Linked DNA regions of Mus musculus: regions 1, 3 and 4 are each linked to region 2. A link is a contact called in public HiChIP or PLAC-seq and promoter capture Hi-C data. All regions are on one chromosome and are shown on one strand. Each heading gives the region's core, a stretch centred on a gene start, on an enhancer-like site or on the middle of the called end of the contact. The rest is flanking DNA. Distances are from core to core; before and after follow the strand shown. Region 1 holds the start of Macroh2a1 (macroH2A.1 histone). Region 2 holds the start of Rmi1 (RecQ mediated genome instability 1). Region 3 holds the start of Txndc15 (thioredoxin domain containing 15). Region 4 holds the start of Tmed9 (transmembrane p24 trafficking protein 9).

Region 1 (6,245 bases), core at 1,581-4,080, 2.3 Mb after region 2:
TGGTGATGTTGGGTTGGACAAGTCCTAGAATTTCGGAAGCAGAATTTAAATCTTTTAAAAGTTCATTTTATTCATATGAGTGCTCTGCCTGCACGTGTGCCTGTGTACCACATGCATGCCTGGTGCCTGAGGAAGTACTGAGCCTCCTGGTGGGTTGCTGGGAATTGAACCCGGGTCCTTCGAAAGAACAGCAAGTGCTCTTAATCACTGAACCAACTGTCCAGCCCTGTGAGCAGAACTGAAGAGATGGTTCTGATAGGAGCGCAGAAGACCAGAATGGAAAGGAATGTGGACAGTACACACTGTGCCTGTGAGCTTTCAGTTGAGAACAATGACTTCACAGGAGACTGAGCCCATGTTTATGACATGTTGTCTGTATCCTGAGACATAGGGGAATGAGTTTAAACAATTAACAAATCTGATGGAGGAGGACTCACTGTAGTATAGAAGTGTGGCATGGCTGTCACTTGATGCTTTTAGCCAGGTTTACAGTGAGCAACTCACCTTGTCCCGGATCCCAGACATAGTAAGTTCCAGTCTTTCTTTGTTTCATCCCTCCTTTCAATGCTCCCCCTCTCCCTGTTCAGAACGGGAGAGTTTGTTCCAAGCCATTGCATGTTAGAAGTATGTAAGTGGCTTTTCAATTCTATAGGGCGATGCTTCTGAACCTGAGGGTCATGACTCCCTTGGGAGTCAAATGACCCTTTCCCAGGGTTCACCTATCAGCCATCCTGAGTGTCAGATATTTGCACTATGACTCATAGCAGTAGAAAACTTGCAGTTGTGAAGTAGCAATGAGACTCATGTTATGGTTGGGAATGGGGGGGGGGTCACCACAACATGAGGAACCATATTAAAGGGTCACAGCATCAGGAAGCTCTAGGGGCTCACAGTTGAAAGAGTTTGCCTGGAGTCTCAAGGTTTTAGACTTGAAAGTTTGAACAACGTTGAAAATAACCAAGACCACTGAAACTCTTGAGATGATCCTGAGCCTTTAGGACCCACGAGCAGATATCATGGCTCGAAAATGAAATGCCCACCTTTACCTCAAGTTCACTGAAGACATGGTCTTTAGCTGGTTACACTACTTGAGGACATCTTGGAAACTTTAGGATGCGAGCCCTAGTGGGAGGAGTTAGGTTACAGAGGGTCCATCACTGGAGTATATATTGTCCTGACTCCCTCCCTTAGCTTCCTGTTTGCCATGAGGTGAGTAGCCTCTGTCACTCTGCCATTTTGATGCTCTGCTCTCCAATATGGCCTAGTCATTAGAGCCATGGACTATGGGTTAAAACCTGAAACTTAGTCAAAAATAAAAACATTTCTCTTTTAAATTGTTCCTTTAATTTGCTACAGTGACAAGAAGTCCAGCCATTTCCCCTCCATTTTCTGGACTTCATTTTCATACTCCAGCCCATAATAGTTTTGGAGTTTCATGTTTGGAGTACTCCTCCTCAGTACCCGTTCCATGGCTTGCTTGCTCCCTCTACTCCCTCAGGCCTTTCCAGAAATGTTTCTTTCTTACTGAAACTCGCTCTTTTTAAAAGGTTAGATGGACTTACTTTATTCTGTGTGTTTGAGTGTTTTGCCTACTTGTGTGTATGTGCACCCCGTGGTGCCTGATATTCATGGATGTCAGAAGAGTGCACTGGAGCCCCCCCCCCCCCCCCAGTGGAGTTATCAGGACCACACAAATGAATCCTGGGAACAGAATCCTGGCCCTCTGCAAGAGCACGAAGTGCTGTTATACACGGAGCCATCCATCTCTTCAGCCTCAAGACTACCAAATACACCCCTGCTTACCTTTCCTAGGATTTTTTTTTCCTACCTTGTTTCCTCTGAGAATTTATACTCTGTAATGTGTGATTCCTTTGTCTCTTGCCTTTCTTTTCCCACCAGACTGTAAGCTCCAGGAAAGCGGGATGGGGGTAGGGTGGAGTGGGGTGGGGTGGGAGTTGCCAGTTCTGTTCACCATTTCACAACTACACTCAAGTTTATGCATGGTGTGCAGAATGTCCCAGATATTTACTTGAAATAATGAATGCATGGGCCAGGGGCTTTAGACAATGCTTTTTGTGTCTATAAAATGCGCTAGGGTTGGAGAGATGGCCCAGCTGTTAAAGGGTCACAAACCAAAAACCTGCTAATATTCTAGTGTAGCCTGGGCCTGAAGGAGAGTCTTTAGTTTTGTGGATAGATGTTGCTGCCCTTTCTCTGGCTGACACCCACCCCACCACCTTAATATGTAATAAAAGTATCAACTGTTTAAATCAGTAAGTCTCCACTTGGAGCCAGTAGTCAACAAACGTTTGCTTGGTGGAGGTAGCTAACCGATTCCACGAGCAAAGCAAGACCAGACTTTGAGGCCAGCTCTGTAGAATCCCACTGATCAAGGGAGTTGAGCTACGGTAGCTGATCTTGGGGCACACAGCTGCCTTGTATTTAAAAAGTCAGGAGGCTGGATTGAGGCGCGGAGTTGGTGCTGACCGGGCAGAAGAAGATCCCTGGTCACAGCAATTGTTCTACCCTCCCTCTTTGTGGACGAGGCTACTGGGGACAAGGGGACACCAGACACACAGTAGGTGCTCACAGCAGACGCTTGCAGAGCCGCGCTACCTACAGGCACCTTTCTGAGGCCGGACCCCTGCAGCTCCCGCGCGCAGACCGATGCCTGGGGGCGGGGGGGGGGGGCGGCGCAGAGCACCAAGGCCTGGGTACAACCGAGGCTGGCGTCGTTGGCGTCCGCGGCCCGAGGCAGGCCGGGGTCAAGGCCGGGGCGCCGAGTGGCGCGGGGAGGGGTGGCCGGACGCGCGAGGCCGGGAAGGGATGTGACGAGCGGCGCGCTGTGCATTGTGGGAATCCCGGGGCCGCCGCGAGTGGTTCCAGTTCACTGGTTCCAGCGGAGCCGGGCGGAGGGCGCGAGCGCGGGACGCGCGGGCGGGAAGCGAGGAGGCGTGGGCGGCCAGGCAGGAGTGCGGAGCGGACCGGCGCAAGCGGCCGACCGGCCTCGGGCCCCTCACCGTGCAGCCGCCCGGTAAGTGCCGCGCGGGCCTCGGAGCCGCAGGCTGCCGGTCCGCCCCGTCTGGGCCCCGCGCGCCCGACTGCTGCCGCGCGCGGGGCACTGCCTGGCGCCCGGGAAGCTCCGGCGGTTACCCTCGGACCTCGGGCCGCCCGGAGTCCGCCAAGGCCCTGCCCGGGGCAGCGTGCGGGTCCGGATGGTTTTGTTCGGAAAGCAAACCCGGAAACCAACTTCGCTCGGAGACGCACCCCTACCCCCGCCGGGGCGCTTTGTGGGCAAGGGGCTGATCGGGTCTCCCCCTCTGCCCGGGAGGGAGAGCCAGGGATGGCGTGGGCCCGAGGGCACCGAGGCCCGGAGGCCGTGACCAGCCGTTCCGCCCGGGCCCGGAGCTGCTGTGCTCAGAGTTTACTTGCTCGTGCGCCGCCGGCCCGCGCGTGCCCTCCCGGGCACAATAAAGTGGGGCGCGAGCCACAGGCCGTTGTGAGGCCGGCTGGTGGGGCACCCGCCGCGAGGCCTGAGCAGGCGAGGCCTGGGGACCACTCGCGGACGGAATCCCAGGCCGGGGCGGGCTGGAGAGGAGCTATGGAAGCCCCGCGGCTCTCGCTCGCCTTTTGTTTGCTTTGTGCTGGGGAGGTGTTATTTTTAAGGTGACTCTGGAAGACTGGAGGCTCCCCGCGCGCAGAGGGACAGCTGAGAGTCTCTGGGGGTGGGGTGAGTAGAGATGGGAGGCGCGGGATGCTGCTGACGGTGTCACCTGACAACAGGTGTGCAAGATGCTGAGCCCAGCGCCCACTCCTGCAGAGACCACCGATATCTCACTGCTGGGCAGAAGATTGCTTGAAAGAGTCTTTGAAGAAATGCAGGGGAAAGTGTTTTCTAGGTTTGACGGTGTAACTTTTGAACAAGCAGTTGAGGCAGATCTCGTCTCCAACAATTACAATCATTATGAAGTCTTTGTAAGATTTTAACGATCTAATAAAACAGCTTAGAAGAATAGACAATTAGAGGGGTTCTCCTCTTCGGTTTCCCTCTTGCTGACACCTCTGTGGTTTGAGGTTTTACTGTTAAAAGAGAGGAAGTGTTTTGTTTGTAGACACTGCAGCATGGAGTCCCAGTTTTGAAAGTCTGTGCTGGAGTGGAAGACAAAAGTCCAAACCCAACTAAATTTCCTGTAGGTTCACCTTAAGGTGTGCAGTCAAAGTTGCGGTTAGTTCTGAAATGGACACCCTCATACTCGCTACTGGAGTTACTACAGCTTGTCCACAATTGACCAATTGAGCAACAGCAACTGGGCTTACACACAACCTCTGACTCGATCAACCTTTTCAACTTGTGGGGATTTTTTCCCCTTAAGGATGAGGAGTCTCCCGAGATTTTAAACTTTCCCTCTTTCTCATTTTGCTACGAGCTAGGTCATAGTTTTCACCAGGAAGGGAGAGCTCACACTGTATCACACTGAGATTGGTCTGGAAATTCACATATGATAACTTCCTTACTGGCTTACTTTCTACTACGTGGGCCAGCTTTAGGGAGTGGTACAGTTCAGTCTGCCATTTTCTCAGGTCCTAGAAAGCCATTTCTGCCTCCCCTAGGGACAAGCTTGGAGCTGATGGTGCCCCAAGTCGATGAAAGATTTATTTAAAGAGAGAAACTACTAATCTGTATGTGATGTTCAGAGGTTTGCAGTAGCCTTTGGCTTTTGATGGGCTTTTCAGAGCCCATTAATGAAATATGAAATGGGAAGGGGTGGGGCTGAGGTGGACCCTTACCTGTTAAACCCACCACCTTCGTTCTGTAGGCTTAGGGGCGGGGGCTCCTGCTACAGCTCCTGTAAGTGCAGCTAAGTGGGCCAACTCTTCATTCCAAAGAGTCCTATAACTTGCTTGCTGAGAGCAGCCCTGCCTGGTTGGTGTCTTACTAGTATGTCCCCAAAGGTGATTATGTCGGGGTTAGGAAATAATCATGAGCAAGAAATGCCAGGCCCTGCCCTGGAGAGCCGGCTGGACATCAGTAGAGGAGGGACAGTTGTGTAAGTGGGGTTGAGCTCCATCTGCCTTGGAAAGATCAAGGGGGGGAGTTTGCTGGCCAAAGCAGGACAGATGGGGGCACGTGACCGAGGCCGGAGAAACCACGTGTGCCAGTTGTAGAAGATAACCTGTGAGGGAAAGCTAGAGGCTCAGGGTAGCAGGGTCAGGCGAGGACAGGGGATACTCCACGGAATCCCATCAGAACCACAGCTGATCCTAAGAGCAGCCAGGAACCCCCAAAGGGATTTGAGCAAGAGAGGAGACAGAGAGCAGTGGTCAGGCCTACTCTCACTCTTAGTTGGGATCCCTGTGTAGCAAATACCTGGAAGCTTCCAAATACTTGGCCTGGCTCGGCTCTTGCTCTCTTAAGGTCACATATTCTTCTAATGGCTTTTTTAAAAAAAACTTTTTTTTGGAGCTGTCATAGCACAGTCTTTACCGGGGGTGTGGAGGGGGAGGAGATAGTGGCAAAGCTGCCTTTACAGTGCAGGACCCGTCCCTCCACAGAGCTCAGGAAGTACAGTGCAGTCGGGCCCCAGCTACAAGCTGTTTCCTGCTTGCGAGTGGTACTTGGGTTTGGGGTTTGCTTTTCCTCCACCACTAGAAGTGGGACATGAGCAGCGTCCGTCTGTGTGCCCCAATCTCTTCTGTGTGCAGCCCCTCCTTTGGTTGTAGACTGCTCACTCTGTGATTTAGTGTTTGATGGATGGGGAGAAATCCTTCCTGACCGACTAGAGTACAAGGACTGGTTCCTGTTCCGAGCCAGTCACAGTGCCTTGGCTTGTGCAGCATAGCCACATGCCCCTGGGGACATAAGAGCAGTGCCAGTGCTGATATTCTAGCAGGACAGAAGTAAATGGAGATTACTGCACACAGAATCACCATCCTCCCCTGCAGAACGGACTGCCTCTGCCTTGCCTTTACGGTCAGAGTAGACAAGGAAGGTGGCATGCACATGGATACAGACATTCATTCGGCTGCAGGGAATAGAGCAGGTGGGACTCACTGACAGTGTTTGGACACAGATGAGATTCCTCCACACATAGACAGGTTCTCTGATGCAACTCCCTAGTAGTCCTAACCAATATCTTCCTTTAGAATGGGTATGTATATATTTGTAGCTTAGATGATGAAGGCTTCAGAATTGATCATTCCCCTGGTTTGAGTGCCCTGACTGGTTCCATGTACAGCCTACAACC
Region 2 (6,382 bases), core at 1,066-3,565:
TCTTGAGGAAAAAATAAATAAAAATAAAACTAGAGAGAAAATCCCACTTAGGAGTCTCTAACCCAGCTCTGTTCTGTCATCTTGAATATGGTTTCTATCCTCAATACTTTTTAAAACTTTTTTTCATTATATACACATGTGTGGAGGTTAGAGGTCAAGAGAGTAAGGTCTGGTCTTCCCCCATCCTGGAGATGAAATTTACCTTGGCAGCCAACACCTTCACCCACTGCTCCATCTCACCTGTCTGCCCTCTTACCTTAGTTTTGTTTGTTTCTTGAGACAGTTTGACTATGTAGCTCTGGCTGACCTAGAACTCACAGATTCACATCTCTGCTTCCCAGCTGCTATGATCAAAGGCATGAACCATCATAGTTTATTCTACTTTTCAAAAAACTCCCTCACACATAAAACAAAACCCACAATGTATTCAAAGTACTGTAATAAGCATTGAATTGTCAGCACAAAGTGGCAAACAGGACAGAACTCGGGGTATGGTGCCTACAGTATTTCAAATATTTTCTCAGCCAGCTACTGAACTGTTGAAATTATATTAAATCTCACAGCTAAGTCATACTGAATCCAAATTGATACTAAAGCATTAGGTTAATGGTTACCCAGGAGCCACTAAAGGAAACAAAGTGGCATGGGCTTTGTTGTGACACCCAAATCCAGGGCCTCCGCACTCAGTGTGCTACACCACTGAGCTACAGTCTGAGGTTTTAATAAGGAATTGAAAACCTCCAACTCTAAATAGAAAATGAAGGACGGACAAAAGACACTTTGATTACTCAAAGAGAAAACCTAAAAAAGTGAGAGAAGAAAACAAACAGGTATAACTGGGGGGTGGGGGTGGGCGCAAGAACAATCCTGCCATGAAATCTTGAGGAAGCAACTTCTCACTAGAGACTAGTCAAGACAATTTCTGTAGTTTCCTTTAGATTCCCACTTCTCATTTACAAAAAAAGTTGTTAGCGGGGTGGTGGAGGCGGCTATGCAGGCAATAATCTCAGCACTCGGGAGGCAGAGACAGGGGGATCTCTGAGTTCCAGACCAGCCAGGGTTACACGGAGAAACCTTGCCTCGGAAAAAAAAAATGTTGTACTAGAAATACTAACTTGCCGGGCAGTGGTGGCACACGCTTTTACTCCCAGCACTTGGGAGGCAGAGGCATTGGATTTCTGAGTTCGAGGCCAGCCTGGTCTACAGAGTTCCAGGACAGCCAAGACTACACAGAGAAACCCTGTCTCGGAAAAAAAAAAAAAAAAAAGAAAAAGAAAAAAAGAAATACTAACTTTAGCTGGCCATGGTTACGCTTGCCTTTAATCCCTGCTTTGGGAGGACGAGGCAGGTGGATCTCTTGAGAGACCCTCCGGGTCAAAAACCACCATATGAAAAATCTTGAGCCAGGAGTGGGGGCACACGCTTTTAATGCCAGCGTTTGAGAGGCAGCGGCAGGAGATCTACAGGATCCCACGACAGCCAGGGCTACACTAGGCTGTCTCAGAACGAGAGCCCCCTCACCAGATCCTCAAGCCCCAGTCTCTTCTGTCAGTTAGGTAAAGGATGGCTCGACCGCTCTGTAACGGAGCGATTTACAGGGTGCTGGCCGGTGTGCACATTTTGGGATTATTCGAGGGAAAGGTAGGACAGGGTGCGCTCGCACACACGCCTCGCTAACTGGAGGTCACCCCTACAGGCTGACATCCGGACATCAGCCAGAGTCTGGGGACCGTGGAGCTCTGCTGTGAGGATGAGGAGCGAGGCGAGCACCCGCAGTGACCCTCCCTTCCCCTGGTGGGGCAGCCATGGCGGGGCAGTGTGCCTGCGAGCTTTCTCAGGGAGGGTCCCAGGGAGCGCTGCAGCACGGACGCGCGGGCATTCCCTACGCGGCGTTCCCGGGGGGTCTGCATCGCACCGGCCCAACACGGAAGTAAGCCCCGGGCTCCCTGGGAGCGGGCGCCGCTTCCAGCCCTCCCCCGCCCTCCCCGCCGGGGGAGCCGTTAGCACAGCGGGTTTCCCGGGCGCCGCGGAGGGGGCGCAGAGCCCGCAGCGCCGGGGAGGGAGGGGGCGAGCGAGACGCGACAACGGGTAGCTGCGGAACCCGGGCGGAGCACCGACCGACCTGGCCTTCCCGCCTCGCCTCGCCTCGCCTCGCACCGCAGCGTGATCCCAGGGCCGCGCGCCGCTCTCCCTCTCCCGTTCCCAGCTGGGTTCTCTTTTCCCTCTTTCACTTCTTCCCGCCCAATCGGGCGCTCACGGGGCGACCGTCCCTCCTCCAATCGCGCCAAACTCCCTCGGGGCTCGAAAATCCCCCCGCAGTCGCCCCTCCCGGCACACGTGAGCAGCGCCGCTGAAGTCTCGCGAGAGGTCTGTCACTACTCCCCTCCCCCTCACCACAGAGTGCGCGAACGAGAAAGGAGGAGGGCGCTACAGGCGACAGCGCTGCAGACGCCATTATCCTCTGCTTCTCCGCTGCACGGACGTCGCCGTCGTGCTCGTCTCCCACTCGATTGCGGCCTGTAGGTATCTGGGTGGGCTAGGGCTTCGGGGTAGCGAGTCCCCGGAGCGGGTTGGCGCCCCGGGATGGCGGCTTGGGCTATCCCCATGCCCGAGTTTTCTCAGGCCCGCGGCCTTCCAGCCCAAAGGGAGTCGCCGGCGGAAGGCGGGGTTCTCGGCGCCGTAATTGACGCGGCCACGGGCCAATCGCTTCGCGCTCGCACCACCGCCGAAGCCTGGGCAGCCAATGGGGCGCGACGCTGAAGTGGGAGGGGGTTTGTCCTCGTTCTCTGTCTAGCAGTGACCGACCGTCGGAGGCGGCGCGGCCGGGAGGCAACGGCGGACTCGCGCGGTGAGCGGGACGGGCGGGTCGCGCTGGCTGGAGCGGGGTCGGACGCCGTAGTCGGCTGTCCGGGGTGGCGTTCGGGGCGGCCGTGGCCCGCCGGGGAACGTTGCCCGGGTTCCCCTCCCCCCACCGCCGCCATTTCCCCGAGCGTGCCCCTGCGGTTGGCGTGCCGGCGCTAGGTGGCTTGAGGGACCCGGGAAGGAGAGGCCTGTGGGTTTGCGACGCGGGCGCCCCGTGTGGAGGGAGCGCCGGGCCGTCCGGTGGACTCGCGGGTGTGGTGTGTGTGTGTGCGCCCCGGCCGCCCTTTGTCCCTCCACGGCGTGGGCCTCCCTCCTCACCCCACCTCCGGGGTGGGGGGTGCTGCGCGGCGGGGCCGATGGGGCGGCCGCGGCGGCTTTGTCTCGGGTGGTGGGGGAGGTGCGGGGGACGGGCGCTCGCGAGCCCGCGTGCTGGGTGGGGGAGGGGGGTCTCGCGCGACTCCGCCTAGTCGCACGTAGTCGCCATTACGCGGGCCGCCATTTCCTGTCGGATCCGGGTGAGGAGAGGCTCGCCGCTCGGCGACGGTCGCTGGCCGCTGCTTCCAGGCCCGGCCCGTGGGCGGGAGGCGAGCGCGCGCGGTCGGTCTCGCTCGGCGGACCTGTTAACACCAGCGCGCTGTGGGAACAGCGGCCGCGGGACGAGAGGGCTGGCTGGGCCTGTTTGTGTGCGTAGACCCGGCTGATTTGCCTGAATCCATTTACCCCCGCGGCCGGGGGTTTAGCGGAGTGGCCGGCCGATCTCTGCATTTAAAGTGGTCCCCAGAGGGATCGTCATTTGCTGCCGGCGTTTTGGAATAGGAGAAGGCATGAGGGTGATGCCTCGACTTTAAGATCCTGTGTTGGTCCTTGGCTTTGGTAGGACTACGAGTTAACTGGACCAGTTGTGATGGTTTGGTTGCAGTCTTGGAGAGTTGGGTTAGAGGTAAAATTGTTGGGAAATAGCCTTTTTTACGTTGCCTAAAATAATGGTGTTGGTGATTAAAGATTCCGTGGCTTTGCTGAATAATGGTGGTCGTTTCCATCTGGTTCTTTAGATTTCTGTGTCTGAAAGTTCAATGTACCTTGTATTTGCCGCTAAGTTTTTTAAAGTTGGCAGATTTCATTGATTAGTGTTGTCAGTCACGACCAAAGGCGGGGAAAAAATTACTACTAGCCCTACTATAACACTAGTTTTGTGATAAGACGTGGTCTTTTCAAGAATTAGTCTCGTGAACAAAATTATATGTCGACTAGTTTTTCCGTTGTAATGAAATGAAGCAAGTTGCTGAGGACGGAATTACTGGTCCCCCACACCCCTTGCGGGGGGGGGGGGCGCAAGGCTCTGGTGGTGGAGGTGGTTAGGGTGTGCTTCATTGAGACAATCTAGTCTAAAAGAAGTCCATTATGCCTGTCTCTCCTCAATTATAGTTTTTAAAAACAGTTCACTTTTAGGAATATTTTAGTTTCCTCGAATCAGACCTTGTTTTTATATACTACTGTAGCACTAGGATGTCACTTGTGTGTGCTGGAAGCAGAATCCTTTTTTTTTTTTTTTTTTTTTGGAAGATTTTAAGCAAAAGAGTGTTTGCTTTCTGATAAGCCAATGTACTAGCTAGCTTCTTTATTTTTCAACAGATTGGTGGATCCATTTAATTCAAGAAAATGGAGACCGAACAGCCAGAAGAAACCTTCCCCAACACCGAAACCAATGGTGAATTTGGTGAGAAGATACTTTAATTATAACCAATTAGTATTTTCTGTTCTGTTACTTTAATTACCATAAATGTTTTTGATATGTTCTGTTTACCTCTTATATAGTTTCATTTTTTTGTAGTCTTGAGTTTGTCTGTTGGTTTTTATGAAAAGAAGTAACCTTTTCTTGCACAGGTTAAAAAGCAGTACAGTTTTTCCAACCAACATTTTAATCCTTTGAAATACTTATTAAAATAAGGCCTTTGATATTAGGGATATTAGGGAGACAAAGGCAGGGACTTAAAAAGTGGCTTCAATTACCCTTTCTTGGGGGATGTTTCTAATTGAAAATTTAAACTTTAATTTCTAGGTAAACGCCCTGCAGAAGATATGGAAGAGGAGCAAGCCTTTAAAAGATCTAGAAATACTGATGAGATGGTTGAATTGCGCATTTTGCTTCAGAGCAAGGTATAAGCTCTTTAAAATTTGGAGGTTGGTTAGTAGTTAAATATAAATGGATGCTTTTTCACTTTGAACTCTGCTTTGGCTCTGGAAACCTTTCAGAATTTTATAACACGTTGAATAAAAGGTTTTTAAAGGGTTCATTTGTTTTGAGACCCCTCACAGGTGAGGCGGGCCTTGAGCTCTTGATCCTCTGTCTTTGATTACTGGGATTCCGAGTGTGCGCTATCACATTTAGTTGTGGTTCTTAATGATAAGCAGATTTCAGAACTGCCGGTAGTGCTGAAATTTTAATGGTGAAAGCCCTATTACCAGGGTCCACCACAGATCAGCTAGAGAGATGAGTGGAGTAACTGTAGACACAGGTTTTAAGTGTTGGTTGCATCTTATTTCCCCAGGAAACTAGTTTACTTAAGTCTACCCCATCACTTATTTCAAGTCACAATATAAAAGTAGGTACTGTTTAGATTCTGTTTGTTTTTTTACAAGAGGGCACTTGTAATCTGTGCTTTCTAGGAATTTTATATTCATGCCTGGTGTTCTGAATACTCCAAAGACCATAAAACTATTCATCTTGATTTTTTTCTTTCTCAAGATTTTCAGTGCTGTGCAAACATTAGAAGTTAAAAATATAGCTTAAAAATACTAATTTTCTAAATGCAAAATTTTTTTTTTGTCTATTCCAGAATGCTGGAGCAGTGATTGGAAAAGGAGGCAAGAATATTAAGGCTCTCCGTACAGACGTAAGTATTAAACTACTGAACAAGCAAGCACATTCATTGTATGTTTCTAGAATTTTAAAGGTTCACATCTTAGAAATCACTGACTAGCTACAAACCATTTGTAATAATTAATGGTTATGTAAATGACTTCTTTTTTTTTAAAACCCTGATTAAGGTGGAACATAATTAAATCTTTTCATATTTTAATAAAACCCTTCAAATTAATTCATTTCAAATAAGATTAAAACATCTTAATTAGGAATGGAGACAAAGTGTAAAAACCCTTAATTGTATAATTCCTCTTGTATGTGTAAGAGGGATTTAGTCATTTCTGAAAGCCATTGAATATGGCTGATAAAAACTTTATTTCCTTTTTTTTTCTTTTAAATCATCTGTTCCACAGTTTGCAACATGGAGCTCATGCTGACTGATTTCTAAATATGGGTAATGAATAGATTAATCTTGGCAATCAGAACTGTTTGCCTAGGATTTGAGTCTTCATAATTTATAGTGGGTTGACTCTTGTGATTAGACACATTAAATGTTGGCAGCACCAGAAGTGTGTGTGTATTTCTAGAACTGATTACACCAAAATTTATTTTTTTCCCTCATACTATCTACATTTCTTAATGTTTATCTTGGTAAAA
Region 3 (6,583 bases), core at 3,266-5,765, 2.7 Mb after region 2:
TTCAGACTTCTTTAAAAACTTGGGTTTTTTGGTGGTGCTGGGGATTGAACCCAGGGCCTTACACAAGCGAGGCAAGTGCTCTATCCCCGAGCTAGTCTCAGCTCCAGAAAAGGAAACTGCTGTGATTCTGATCGCAAGTGCCTGGGTGTCCGTCCAGTAGGACGTTTTCCATGGCCTTGTTAGTGGGAGTAGTCTAGGAATGACTGGCTTTTGGTCACCTAAACATCATCTTTTCTTTTAAGACAGCAGGGCTGCAATACAAATCCCCAGCACCTCATAATATTAAGCGTGGTAGTGCAGACCTAAGACCCCAGCACTCCACAGGCTGAGGCAGAAGAATCAACATCTAAAGTCATAGGTTGGGCTGGAGAGATAGCTCAGTGGGTAAGAGCACTGGCTGCTCTTCCAGAGGTCCTGAGTTCAAATCCCAGCAACCACATGGTGGCTCACAACCATCTGTAATGGGATCTGACAGCCTCTTCTGGTGTGTCTGAAGACAGCTACAGTATACATACATACATACATACATACATACATACATACATACATAAAAAATCTATAAAAAAAAATAAAAATAAAGCCATAGGTCATCTTTTGCTACACAGCAATTGAAGGCCAACCTAGGATACCTAAGACCTGTCCAAACAGAGTGGCAGCTGGCTGCACTGTGGCAGTCATCCGACACCATCCTCACGGAGTAACAGGGAAGAGGCTGAGCAGAAAGGATGCTGAGGCAGCATGCTCTGGTCACGCCCAGGGGTTGGAGACCAACCTGGACAACATCCATCCGAAAGCTGATGAGTATTAGATTATAAGGTGAGCTTAAAAAGAAAGACAGAGACATAGAGACAGATGTAGAGACACAGAGACAGACAGACATTAACACGTGCTTCCTACCTGGGACATATTTAAAATCTTCAGAGTGAAGTTTTCTAGCCCAGTCACATTCCTCTCCTCACAATTCACCTTGGGGGACTTGAGGCTGTCAGTGCTGTTGGCATCCTCGGTGGCTACAGGCTCGGCCTCAGTCACGCCAGGCTCAGCATAGTACTCCTCTTCCCGATCCTGGAAGCCGCCTGCCCCCTGCAGCCCGAAGAGGTTCTCTCGGCCACAGCTCGGGTCCTCCTCTCCCTGCGCACTGCAGGTGCCATCGTGGGCCTCGGGGCTCCGTTGGTCCTCAGCTGCCCCAGGGACCACTGACAGCACCACCATGGGATCTCCGCGCGGACCCAGAGAGGCCTCCATGGGTTCCGCCGCTCTTGCCTGGTCCCGATGGTCCTGAGCAACCTCCTCTTCATGCAGATACACAGCTCCTACCTGGAGAGCAGGGACAGGCCGCTCCTCCCGCCAGGGGTGACCACTGTCCTCTGCAACTAAAGCAGGGCAGCATACTGTCACATCTGACTTGAAAGCAAATGAACCCCAAAAACTTACAATTGTCTTCCAAAATGAGACTCACCCGGATGGTGAAAATTTTCCATTTTACTATAAGAGAGCCACTACCATCTCCAGTTCTGGAGACCACAAGCAAAGATGCTGTAAAAAAGATGCCAGGAGCCGGGCAGTGGTGGCAGACACCTTTAATCCCAGCACTTGAGAGGCAGAGGCAGGTGGATTTCTGAGTTCGAGGCCAGCCTGGTCTACCAAATGAATGAGACTCTGACTATGGTTATTTTATTTGGCTTTGACAATTACTGGGGGTGGGGGGTAAACCCTAATCTACTCTCCTAACTAAGCTGGCACTCCAGATCCGTAGTTTCTCCTGGGCACCCGCTCTTAGTCCATCTCCCTTCAGACCTGCTCAGACCTGATCTTGCTTCTCCCCAGTTTAAAACTCTTTGAGCGGCATCCCCTGCCCTGTGTGATTGCCTGGTCCCTGATCACTCCCACTGTCCCCCATTCTGCCTTGGACCGTTCCTGAGAATGGTTTCTCAGCTAAGAAAGTCCTCTGCACCACCTCTCCATCTCCAGGCAAATCCAGGATCCTTCAGATGGAAGCACTAACTTTCACTTCCACAAGGACATCCATCCTACCCTTTACAGCAGGGTAAGCAGTCTCCAGATGGCACCCAACAATGCTCTGGGCTTCCCTTGATGTATCCCCCCTTAGAATTCACTTAATAATTTGTATCCATTTGATACCTGCCTTGCTCTCCACATTGGAAGGCAGGCCCTCCACTTTGTCTAACCCTCCTATGCATACTGGGGCCCAGCAGTCCAATGCACAGAATTCATGGAAAGACTCAGTGAACTGAGCGTGGTAGATCACTCCTAAAATCCCAGTTACAGGGAACCTGTGGTAGGGGGATTTCTGTGACTTCAAACTAGAATGAGCTACATTGTGACACATGCCCCCAAGAAAGTAACAAAATAGCAATCCACTGACAGACTCCCTAGTAAAGATGACTACAGGATCTTGGAACTCAAGGGCAGTTGTTCACTCTCATTCCTAGGTCCCTGGGCAGCACCCCTAAAACCAGATGCTAGTCCCTCAATAGTAGCTGGGGGTGTGAGGGAGGGGGAAGCCTTGTATTTTCAGCCACTCTGAGGAGGAACCAGCTGTGAAGGTTCCTTTATGCCCAGGCTATAGCCTAACCACGTGACCAATACCCTAGTCAGTCTGTGGTATCTTCAGGGTCTGTACGAATGTGTGAAGGAATAGTGCATTTTGCAAGGAGTTCACAATGACTACTAACTCTGGGAAATCTGAGTATTTAGTGAGGAACTATTAATGTATGCACTGAATGTAGAGAAACTAAAAACCTAATATTGTTCTGTTTCTTTTGTCTGCTACAGGCTTTGAACTCCCCAGCCTTCTGCCTCCACCTACGCTGGGGTAAGATCACAGGCCTGTGCCACCACATCTGGTGGCAGCTGCTGAACCCGTCTAGAACCTTCAGACAGCTAGCACAGGCCAAAGGGAGCAGTTTCCCAGCCTTGCTGCTTTCTGGTCAGGAACACCACAGGCCTGTAATAAACACTGATGGAGGGTGCCGAGACTTATTACAACACTCTGACCCCATTCTCTGCTTGTTCCAGTGCCTTCTTTTTGAGAAAGAAGTCTAGAGAGCCAACTATTCCATATATCATCTTTTTTTTTTTTTTTTTTTTTTTTTTGGTTTTTCGAGACAGGGTTTCTCTGTACAGCCCCGGCTGTCCTGGAACTCACTTTGTAGACCAGGCTGGCCTCGAACTCAGAAATCCGACTGCCTCTGCCTCCCAAATGCTGGGATTAAAGGTGTGCACCACCACTGCCCCACTTACATCTTCATTTTAAAGGCTAGTGATTAAATAGATTGAAAATTTCAATTTTTGGCTGTGAGATCTGACAGACACTGGCTTCCATCTCAGGCCCTCATCTATGGCTGCATAATATTGAAAGAGGATTTAGGTCCTGAGTCTCAGTTCCAGGTTGGGCATCCCTAAATGGAAACAGCCCTAGGCAGGCAGGAGGATTGGGGGGAGGGGGGGTCGGTCTGAGCTGTCTCAAAACAAAGGACAATAGCAACAAAAAATGTTTGATGTAAATCAGGCAGTGGTGGAATTTAATCCCAGCACTCGGGAGGCAGAGACAAGCAGATCTCTTGATCTCTGGCCTACAGAGTAATTTCTAGGACAGCCAGGTTCCAGAGAGAAACATTGTCTCAAAAAAATACTAACTAATCAACTAAAAATAAATAAATGAATCCAAAAGAAAAGAAAGAAAGAAATGGTCTTTTAATAGGAGTGGATAAAAGAGCCATGAACTAAGAAGGCCTCTCTCTGCTCCCCACTCTAGCACAGAGTGGCTCCTTTACCCACTTAAAGGGGTCCCCACATAAACACGGGCCCCAGGAATCTGATGTTGGTTTTTGGTGTTTTCTTCAGACAGATCCCAACTAATCTAGAGTGGCCACTTTCAAACAGTGGCCCAGCAAGAGCGAACTCCAGCGTGAACTTTGAAGTCGGAGAGACCTCAGGCTCTGATATTACTACTAAGTGCGAACAGGCAAATAGCTTATTCCCTCCGAGCCTCCTCGTCTCCAGCCTGTGAAATGAAGGTATTAACGGAAGCAGTCTCCCGCGGCGGCTGGAAGGACTGGAGGAGATCTGAGCTCTGGGATTCTAATCAGGACACAACAAAAGTCAGGTGTCTGCGTTTGACGGCTGATCATAAAGTGCGCATCGCAGAGGGTATCGGGCCAGGCCCGCCGAGGGGCCTGGGCAGGCTCGGCCTCCGCCGCCCAGCACCCCCACCGCCACGCACCGTCCCGCACCGCCCGCGGGTGGCAGCGCGTCGCCCCACGCAGCCGCCTTCGCCGGACCCCGATCCGCACTCACCCTCCAGGCCGTGGGCCGGAAGGCCCAGCACCCACAGCAGGACTTGCCACCAGCAGAGGAGTTGCATGGCGCGCGACAGGGAGCCGCGGCGACAGCCACCGCGGTGGAAGAAAATCGGCGCACCGGCAACCGGAGTCGCACCCCCCGCCCCAGGGAGACTACGGGGAGGAGAGCCCAGAGCGCAGGCGTGGCCGCGGGCCGCCATCTTGACTCCTGGCCGACGCTGCAGACGCCATCTTGGAGTCGGGCGGTCGGCCTCTAGCCAGGCCTGTGCGACCTGTACTGGAAGCCGCTTTTGGGGAACAAGTATCAAAGTAGGATTCGAGCAGCCATCAATAGCCATTCCCATGAGAACTCCTCGCTGCTTGCGACACGTACTGAACCTGTGTGCGGAGTTAATACCTTTCATTTCAAGAGACAAAAAGGCCAAGAAACTTGTGCACAATGGAGGAGGGACAGAACCTTGGGAAATCACAGATAGTCTGATGTATTACTTCAGCATGTTGCACTAGCTTGTGTTGCCAGACAGAGGATAGATCCAGTTAAATTTGAACTTCGCGGGCTGGTGAGATGGCTCAGTGGGTAAGAGCACCCGACTGCTCTTCCGAAGGTCCGAAGACTGAAGTTTTAAAAAAAAAAAAAAAATTTGAACTTCGCATAACTGCTGTATGTGTGTATGTAACTGTCTATCCTATAATTTGCTACTTCTGGCAAATTGGTTGGTTGGTTTTAACACTGGGACTCCTAAGATAATGACACTTAGGGGGGCTGGAGAGATGGCTCAGCAGTTAAGAGCAATGACTGCTCTTCAAGAGGTCCTGAATTCAAATCCCAGCAACCACATGGTGGCTCACAACCATCCATAATGAGATCTGATGCCCTCTTCTGGCAGGAGAATTACTGTGGGTTCCAAGCCAGTCTGGGCTACATCATGAATTCCAGAACTGGCCTGGGCTTCAGAATGAGACCTTGTCTCAAAAATGAGAGGTGGGAAAAGGAAGGAGAAAAGAGTGGAGGGGAAGGGAGTTGAAGAGATGAGAGCAGAAAGGGGGAGGGGAGAGGGGAAGATAACTTTGAGATTAAGAGTACATACTGCTCTCGAAGAAGGCCAAGGGTTATGAACCAAAGGTCTTGGCAATCTGAGTCAAGACGCTGTAATACTTAGTAACTTAGTAGCTGGGTACTAGTCCACTGTCACTCAAACTCCAAAGCATGTGCCTCTAACCTGAGTACTTAAGTCCTGTAAGTGTCTGGCATTTAAAGCTCAGAGCCTGAGCCTGGAGGAGTGACTCACTCATTAAGAACACAGGACCAGGGTTTGATCTCCAGCACCCACATGGCAGCTCACAGCCTTCTTCACCTCCAGCTCCTAGGATCCAGTACTGCCTCCATCAGTACCATACTGTGCACACATATATACAAGCAAGCAAAGCACCCAGAAACATAAAATGTAAATAATTTTTATTTAAATAAAAAATTTTAATAAAAGTTTAATTTTTACTACAATCTTGACAAAATGGGAAATTACGGTCATCTGAGGAGGGAACCTCAACTGAGAAAATGCCTCCATATGGTGGGGCTGTAGGAAACCTACAGAGCATTTTCCTAATTAGTGACTGATGTGGGAGGGTCAGCCCATTGTAGGTGGGGCCACCCAGGCATGTTGATTCTGGGTTCTATAAGAAAACAGGCTGAGCAAACCATAAAGAGCAAGCTAGTGGGCTGGAGAGATGGCTCAGCGGTTAGGAACACTAACTGCTCTTCCGAAGGCCGAGTTCAAACCCCAGCAACCACATGGTGGCTCACAACCATCTGTAATGAGATCTGGTGCCCTCTTCTGGAGTGTCTAAAGATGTCTACTTACATATAATAAGTAAGTCTTTTTTTAAAAAAGTAAATAAATCTTAATCTCAGCACTCTGGAGGCAGAGGCAGGAGGATCTCAGGGTTACAGGCCCAACCTGGTCTATATACAGGGTCCAGACCATCTAGGGAGAGATAGTGAAATTGTCTCAAAAATAAAGAGTAACTGGGCGGTGGTGGCGCACGCCTTTAATCCCAGCACTTGGGAGGCAGAGGCAGAGGCAGGCAGATTTCTGAGTTCGGCCTGGTCTACAAAGTGAGCTCTGGGACAGCCAGGGCTACACAGAGAAACCCTGTCTCGAAAAACCAAATAATAATAATAATAATAATAATAATAATAATAATAATAATAATAAAATAAAGAGTAAGGCTCCCTGTCACTACCAGCCTGTGCCAGCTCT
Region 4 (6,386 bases), core at 3,265-5,764, 2.8 Mb after region 2:
CAAACCCACATTCATTGAAAATAAACTCAGTAACTAAGACTCTGTAGGCTCTGTTTCCAACCAGCACCAAAGTCTCTGCTTGGTTTGATACCAGTTGTTCAAGCCCCAGAAAGGACAATTGTAACAAACTAAAATCAACCTCTGGGCCCCTTTTGTGCACTGCAACCCCTCCACACCCTTAAACTGACACGCAGCAAACACACCCTATATAAGCAGGCTGGTTCTAAGCCAAAGGCAAGAAAAGCAAAGTTTCTGGAATAGCAAGGAGTCACTGATACACCCTGACCTGCTCAAAATCCCACATTAACAAAGGAAGACAGAAGGAAAATCAGCTTGCTGCCCCACCCACTTCCCTCCCAAAACCTACCCCAGACAGCAACCTCATATCCCTGATCAGTAACACTGAGATTCTGAGACACCAAGGGCATCGCCAGCCCCTGAGTGATTACTGCAAAAGGTCCAGGAGTGGAGGTGGGAGGGCTTGTCCCACTACTGGCTCAGCATTAGCCAGCCAGGCTGCTGTCCTCCACCTGAGCCTGAGGAACGGGGACACGCTTACAGTCCCTCTCTCCTCCAGAACATCTGCGGCTGAAAACCAGTCCTCCTCCTACTTCCCACAGCCTGGAAGAAAGATCGCCTGTGAGGCTTGGGACAGCTGCTACACCAACTTCTTGGCTTCAAAAAAGCTCTTGAGGTGCCGCATCTGCCAGACGCCAATGGCCACGAGGATGAGAGTCTGCAGGATGGACCACCATAGCACTCGCTGGTTGGTGCTTTCGCTGGTTTGTCTGAAGCGCTCTTCTCGCCACTGTTGGGAAATAAGCGGCAAGGCTTAGTAGTCTAAGACTGCTGGAACCGCTGTGTTCCCAGCTTGCAAAGATCCCCAGGGCCACCCACTCTGCCCAAAGTGTGGCCAGATGCCTGTGGGGACTATCTTCATCAGTAGCAGTCGAATGACTGCTGGCAGACTAAGGCATTTCTCCTAAGTCTGTCTGTCCATTTGTCAGATACAGTCCTCACTTAACCCTTCCTGATACCTAGAGAGGAGAGGAAAGGTGGTGGCAAGCGACAGAGGTGTCCTGGAGCACTTAGTGTGGACTTCTGTTCGGGTCTTTCAATCTGCTCCTTAAAGATCACATGTGTCATACATTCAGAATGCAAACTGGTGGGCTGGACATGGTTAGTTCACAGTTTTTCTGTTTGCATTTGTTTTCCTTCTTTATGATTCAGTCTCCTGTCAGGCAGTGGTGGTACACGCCTTTAGTCCTAGCACTGGGGGGGTGGGGATGGGGGCAGAGGCAGGTAAATATCTGTGAATTCAAGGCCAGCCTGGCCTACAAAGCAAGTTCCAGGACACAGAGAAACCTCCTCTCAACAAAAATAAATAAATAAATAAATATTTAAAAATTAAAATAGCCGGGCCTGGTGGTGCATGCCTTTAATCCCAGCATTCGGGAGGCAGAGGCACGTAGATTTCTGAGTTCGAGGCCAGTCTAGTCCATAAAGTGAGTCCCAGGATAGCCAGGGCTATACAGAGAAACCCTGTCTCCAAAAACCAAAAAAATAAAAAATAATTAAAATAAAGGGGGTGGGGGGCGGTAAGTGGGAAGCTAAAATCTCAGAACTACCTTTACTACTGGGAGGCCGTAGCAGACACTGTATAATTTTTCCTGTTTAGATGGGTCACTGCCCATCAACTACAATTCATTCATGATACCTGCCTGGTTCCTGGTCAGGAAAAATTCAGAGGCTTTAGATTCTGGGGACACCTAGAACCTTTAAAACGGCTGCTAAGGTGCTGGTATTATCATGCTCTTCTCCTGTTTGTCACTGTGATTTCCTGTGAAGCCAGGCTCTTACGAGGCTGCGGCTCGATTACAAATGGACTCTGTAACACACAGTCACCTTTTAGACCTGCACTCTGGCATAGGTAAGTCCCCTGGGCTTCCATAAAGAGTCTTTCCTGCAACTCCTAGCAGCAGAGCTTGCCACCCACCGGGCGGCCGGCCGAGCCGGCACTCACCCAGCACTCACCCGCTGGTAGTTCTGCTCCTTTTGGATCTGCTCCACTTGCTCCACCAGCTGTCGCACCCTCAGCTGCAGCTCGCTCAGCTTGTCCTTGGCAGCAATTTCTGCATAGTCGTTTGCATGTTCGCCCACTTGGATGTCAAGGTGAACCCTCTGGGGAGGGAAGAGTGAGAAGAGAGTGAGGCGGGCCTGCTGCCTCTGACTGCCGGACTGGCAGCTGATCTGTCTACCTTCCCTTTTTTCTCTTTCTTTTTGTTAAATTCAGATCACACACTGAGACACCCTCAATGCTATGGGGCTCCGGGTATACGAGTGAAAATAATAAGCTTGGGGCTCACACTCTGACCTATGTTCACACTGTTTGTTAATACCCATGTTCACACCATTTGTTCTTTGTAGCTGTGGCTTCCCAAGAACAGAAAAACTTCAAAGAGCAAAGACACAGATTCAAAAAACATATTTGTACTGAGAATGAAGCCTTTTTGGTCATTCTTTAGATCAATTCATATGCCACATATATCACTAACACTGCATTAGGGGTTATACGTAACCTAGAGATGATAAAGTATACAGCAGGATATGTATGCCTTGTATAAAAATAAAAGCACACTATTACGGTCGTAAGAAATGGCTATACAAACTGATCAGTCACTATGCCCTGTATGCCCTCTGGCAATCCAATGCTTTAAAAGGCACAAAATCCAGTACCTGCCACACTCACGGTACAAATGCCCAGTCCTAAGCAGGGTATACTGCCTGAAAGCCTTTGGTCACCCATGGACCTACTTACCAGCATCCCTCCGGCAAAGAGGGAGAACTTGGTGGAATTTGAGTGAAGACAGATCTGGTGCTCACCAGGGGTGTGGGAGGTGAAGGTGAACCTGCCCTCAGAGCCATACTGCCGGGCCAGGATGACCTATAGATAACAGGGAGGATTTCAGTCAGTGATGCTGCCAGGAGACTAGGAAAAAATGGGGATAAAAGCTCTGAGTACCACAAGAGTCTGCAAGGAGAGCCTTGGGCACGTCACAGCACTAAAGGACCCAAGGGTACTCAGCCACAGGCATAAAATGATCGCAACAATCTGGGGCAGGGTTGAAGGGTCTGACATCAGGCTGGCGAGTAACTGCTCCCCAGGCGGAGCTGGCCTGCCTCTACCTTCCAGGGGCAGCATGACCACCATGTTGCTGTTTTGTTTTGTTTTTAGTTTTTGGGGTTTTTTTTTGGTTTTTCGAGACAGGGTTTCTCTGTGTAGTCCTGGCTGTCCTGGAACTCACTTTGTAGACCAGGCTGGCCTCGAACTCAGAAATCCACCTGTCTCTGCCTCCCAAGTGCTGGGATTAAAGGCCACCACCGCCCGGCTGTTTGTTTGTTTTTATGCCTGTTAATTTTTTTAAGTATTTTTTTTTCTTTATTTGTGTGAATGTTAGCATTGGGTGTCCTGAAACTCACTCTGTTGACCAGGCTGGCCTGGAACTCAGAGAGATCCAACTGTCTCTGCCCTCCAAGTGCTGGGATTAAAGGCATGGGCCAGCTTTAAGAGCATTTGCCTGGCTGCAAATGCTCTTCCTTGATGCTCAGCCATCTCTCCAGGCGCTTGGATGAATGGTGATGTCAAAAATAACTTCCACAACTATTCTGATGGTTAGTGACAACAAAACTATTTTGCCTTTTGTCTTTAAAACATTATTTGTCAAAACTGAAAGGTGTTCTGTTTTGTGAAATTAAGGCCTAAACAACAACTTTAGCATTAGCAACTTTTTGGTATCCATCACTGACTGCAATTAATACACTTATCGCTAGAGTAAGTGAGCTTCCATTTCACAGGCTAGGGAAAGCAGCCGAATTGGGGGAGTCACTCAGAGGTCACTGAGAAGTTGTGAACTGAACCTGTCCAGAAACCGCGGCCCAAGTTCCTAGAGAAGATCCGGTATCTTCCCACAACACCAACTAAAATTCTCGATCGAACAGATAAGGAAACTAACAAAGAAGTACCGGAGCGGGTAAGGGCCAGCTTACCTTGTCCTCGGGGTCTTTTACCTCTACGAACATGCCAAGCCCAGGGGTGGCTGGCTGGTACTCCTCCCGCTGTTTGTCATACAGCTGCGTCCGGTAATTTCCTGGAGACAGGCGGAAAAAGGAAGATGAAATAAGCTCGAAGAGGTGCGGGGTTCGCGGCCAGGCTAGCTACCCGGAACAGGTCGCATCCCCCTCCGCCCCAGGACCACTGACTTGTCCCAAACGCTTCCCTGCGCCCCCGCACCGATGACCATGGTCTCGTCCGGAATCTCCTCAATGAAGCACTTCTTTTCTGTTTCTCCGATGTGGAAATACAGCGCGCTTCCGCGGGCTGCAAGCCACAGCAGTAGCAGGAAGGCCCGCATCCCTCTCCCCAGCAAGAGACCCGGTGAGCTTCCGACAACCCGCACGCCTCGCACCGCAGCCATCTTGCCCCACCTGCCTGCGCAGGCGCAGACTGCCGAGCCACGTAGCCCAGCGGAGGCCACCGCAGTGCCTGCCGGGACTGCGAGTTCCGCCGCATGGACTACAAGTCCCTAGATACACCACGCCTCCGCGCGGCAGTACCTGATTGGGGCTGGTTTCTGCAAGCTGAGGACTGGGGTCTCCAAAATGGAAGGATTTTCTTCGGTTTAGCCAAATAGCGAGATGACTGATAATAGTTGTCAGCCTGCGCAACATATAAGCGGAGGCAAGGTTCGAACCTGTTTCACCCAATAGTAATACAACTCTCCCTCTTGCCCATCCTCTCCCCATCCCTCTTTACTTTTATTTGATTTGACACAGGGTCTTGCTATGTTGCTTTGCCTCACTGGAATTTACAATGCAAACTCCCCCCGGCCTGAAATTTGTAGGGATCTTTCTGACTCTTAAGGTTGGGATATAAGGTGCACACAACACTATGTTCAGCCATCCTACTCTCGGTTACTATTTGCACTGTCTATTCTTTCCCACTCATATCATTACTTTATATTCCAAAATGAACCTCTTAGGGGCAACATGCAATTAGATCATGCCTTTTGAACGCCATCTTGCCAAGTTCTACCTTTTAATTGTAGGGTTTATGCCACTTACATTTAATTTAATCATTAATAAGATTTATAACTATCATTGTGTTGTTTATGTATGTCTTGTGTTTGTTGTTCACCAATACCTTTGTCTGTACTAAGTAGATACATTGTGGCATCTTTTTTTTTTTTTTTCTTGAGACAGTCTAACTATGTAGCCCTGCCTGGCTCTGACCTTGATAGGTAGACCATGTTGGTATCTCTCTAAACTCCACCCCCACAGTTCCTGGCAGAAGCCAAGTATGCTCCGCCCCACAGTTACCTGGCAACAGTCAGGTAGTCCTGGCTCTATAAAAGGGGCTGCTTGGCCCCTCCTCTCTCTCTTACTCTCTTACTCTCTTGCCTCTTTCCCTTTGCTCTTTATTCCCTTCCCCTCTCTCTTCACGTCGCCATGGCCAGCCCCTACTTCTTTACTCTCTCCTTCTCTCTGCCTCTGCTACTCTCTTAACTGCCTTCCCCATGCCCTAAATAAACTATTCTATACTATACCAGTGTGGTCTGGTCCCTCAGGGGGAAGGGATGCCTTGGCATGGGCCCACTAAGGCAACCTCTTCCCCCACACCCCGCCAGAACATATTCTTATAGCTCGCTCTCTTTTTATGATCACAACAGACCAGGCTGTCCTTCTTGATCTTATAGAGCTCTGTCTACCTCTGCCTCCCTAGTGCTGGGATTAAATTAATCTCTTCATGCTTGTAGGGTTGATAAAGGATACACATTCCTCTCTAGGCTTTGGATTGATAGAGATAAGGAAAGCCCACACAGGCAAGAAGAGGGAGTCCCACATTGTAGCTGAGACAAGAATGCATGGAACTTTTACTGAACAGGCTCATAGTGCAGAGAGATTCCAGAGATCAGGAGATCCAGAGGGCAGCACAGAAATGCTGATGAGGAGAAATTGCAGAATAGCTAGATCTCATCTCCCTTCCAGGCCTCTGGGGTATAGGAGGTCTCAATGAAGCACTTGTACAGATTGTAGAGCTCAAACAATTTCCTCTATAATCCATGAGAACCAGCAGCTACAGTGGCAGAAGTGGCCAGTCTGATCTGCCAACGTCATCCCCTATGCTTCCTGCCCTGTGGTCCCATCCATATCAGCTGCCTCTTTAGGGGCAGCAGTGTTAGTACTGCTTCTCATTGCACTTCAGAGATGCTTTCTCAGCCTCACCTTATATAACAACAACAACAACAAACTAAACAAGCAACCAAAAACAGAGTAAAGCAAAAGTTGTTCAGGTTTCTTGCTAATGTGGTAAATGCTTCAGCAGGGAA

Evidence for each region. Promoter capture Hi-C pulls out the DNA fragments that hold promoters and counts their contacts. HiChIP or PLAC-seq counts read pairs in DNA pulled down with a chosen protein or histone mark.
Region 1: a contact with region 2 is called in a promoter capture Hi-C map of the C10 cell line, with 6 times the contacts expected there. The contact joins the promoter of Macroh2a1 here to the promoter of Rmi1 in region 2. A contact is called at or near these places in 2 of 39 promoter capture datasets (the C10 cell line and pre-B cells).
Region 3: a contact with region 2 is called in an H3K27ac HiChIP or PLAC-seq map of extraembryonic endoderm stem cells, with 9 times the contacts expected there. The contact joins the promoter of Txndc15 here to the promoter of Rmi1 in region 2. A contact is called at or near these places in 2 of 39 promoter capture datasets (liver and pre-B cells) and 1 of 115 datasets of contacts at active chromatin or transcription factors (extraembryonic endoderm stem cells).
Region 4: a contact with region 2 is called in a promoter capture Hi-C map of liver, with 5 times the contacts expected there. The contact joins the promoter of Tmed9 here to the promoter of Rmi1 in region 2. A contact is called at or near these places in 2 of 39 promoter capture datasets (liver and pre-B cells).

Annotation. Positions count from the first base shown.
Region 1 is chr13:56,132,135-56,138,379 of GRCm38.p6, reverse strand. It overlaps Macroh2a1 (macroH2A.1 histone), which reads left to right and starts at 2,830. Exons shown (of 9, transcript NM_001159513.1): 1 at 2,830-3,034.
Region 2 is chr13:58,398,530-58,404,911 of GRCm38.p6, reverse strand. Rmi1 (RecQ mediated genome instability 1) reads right to left here and starts at 2,315. Exons shown (of 3, transcript NM_028904.3): 1 at 2,123-2,315. Hnrnpk (heterogeneous nuclear ribonucleoprotein K) reads left to right here and starts at 2,400. Exons shown (of 16, transcript NM_025279.3): 1 at 2,400-2,519; 2 at 4,495-4,579; 3 at 4,922-5,019; 4 at 5,700-5,756. The coding sequence starts at 4,522.
Region 3 is chr13:55,712,582-55,719,164 of GRCm38.p6, reverse strand. Txndc15 (thioredoxin domain containing 15) reads right to left here and starts at 4,515. Exons shown (of 5, transcript NM_175150.3): 1 at 4,321-4,515; 2 at 898-1,373. The coding sequence starts at 4,387.
Region 4 is chr13:55,591,263-55,597,648 of GRCm38.p6, reverse strand. It overlaps Tmed9 (transmembrane p24 trafficking protein 9), which reads right to left and starts at 4,514. Exons shown (of 5, transcript NM_026211.3): 1 at 4,292-4,514; 2 at 4,048-4,148; 3 at 2,819-2,944; 4 at 2,035-2,181; 5 at 1-808. The coding sequence starts at 4,475. The coding sequence ends at 659.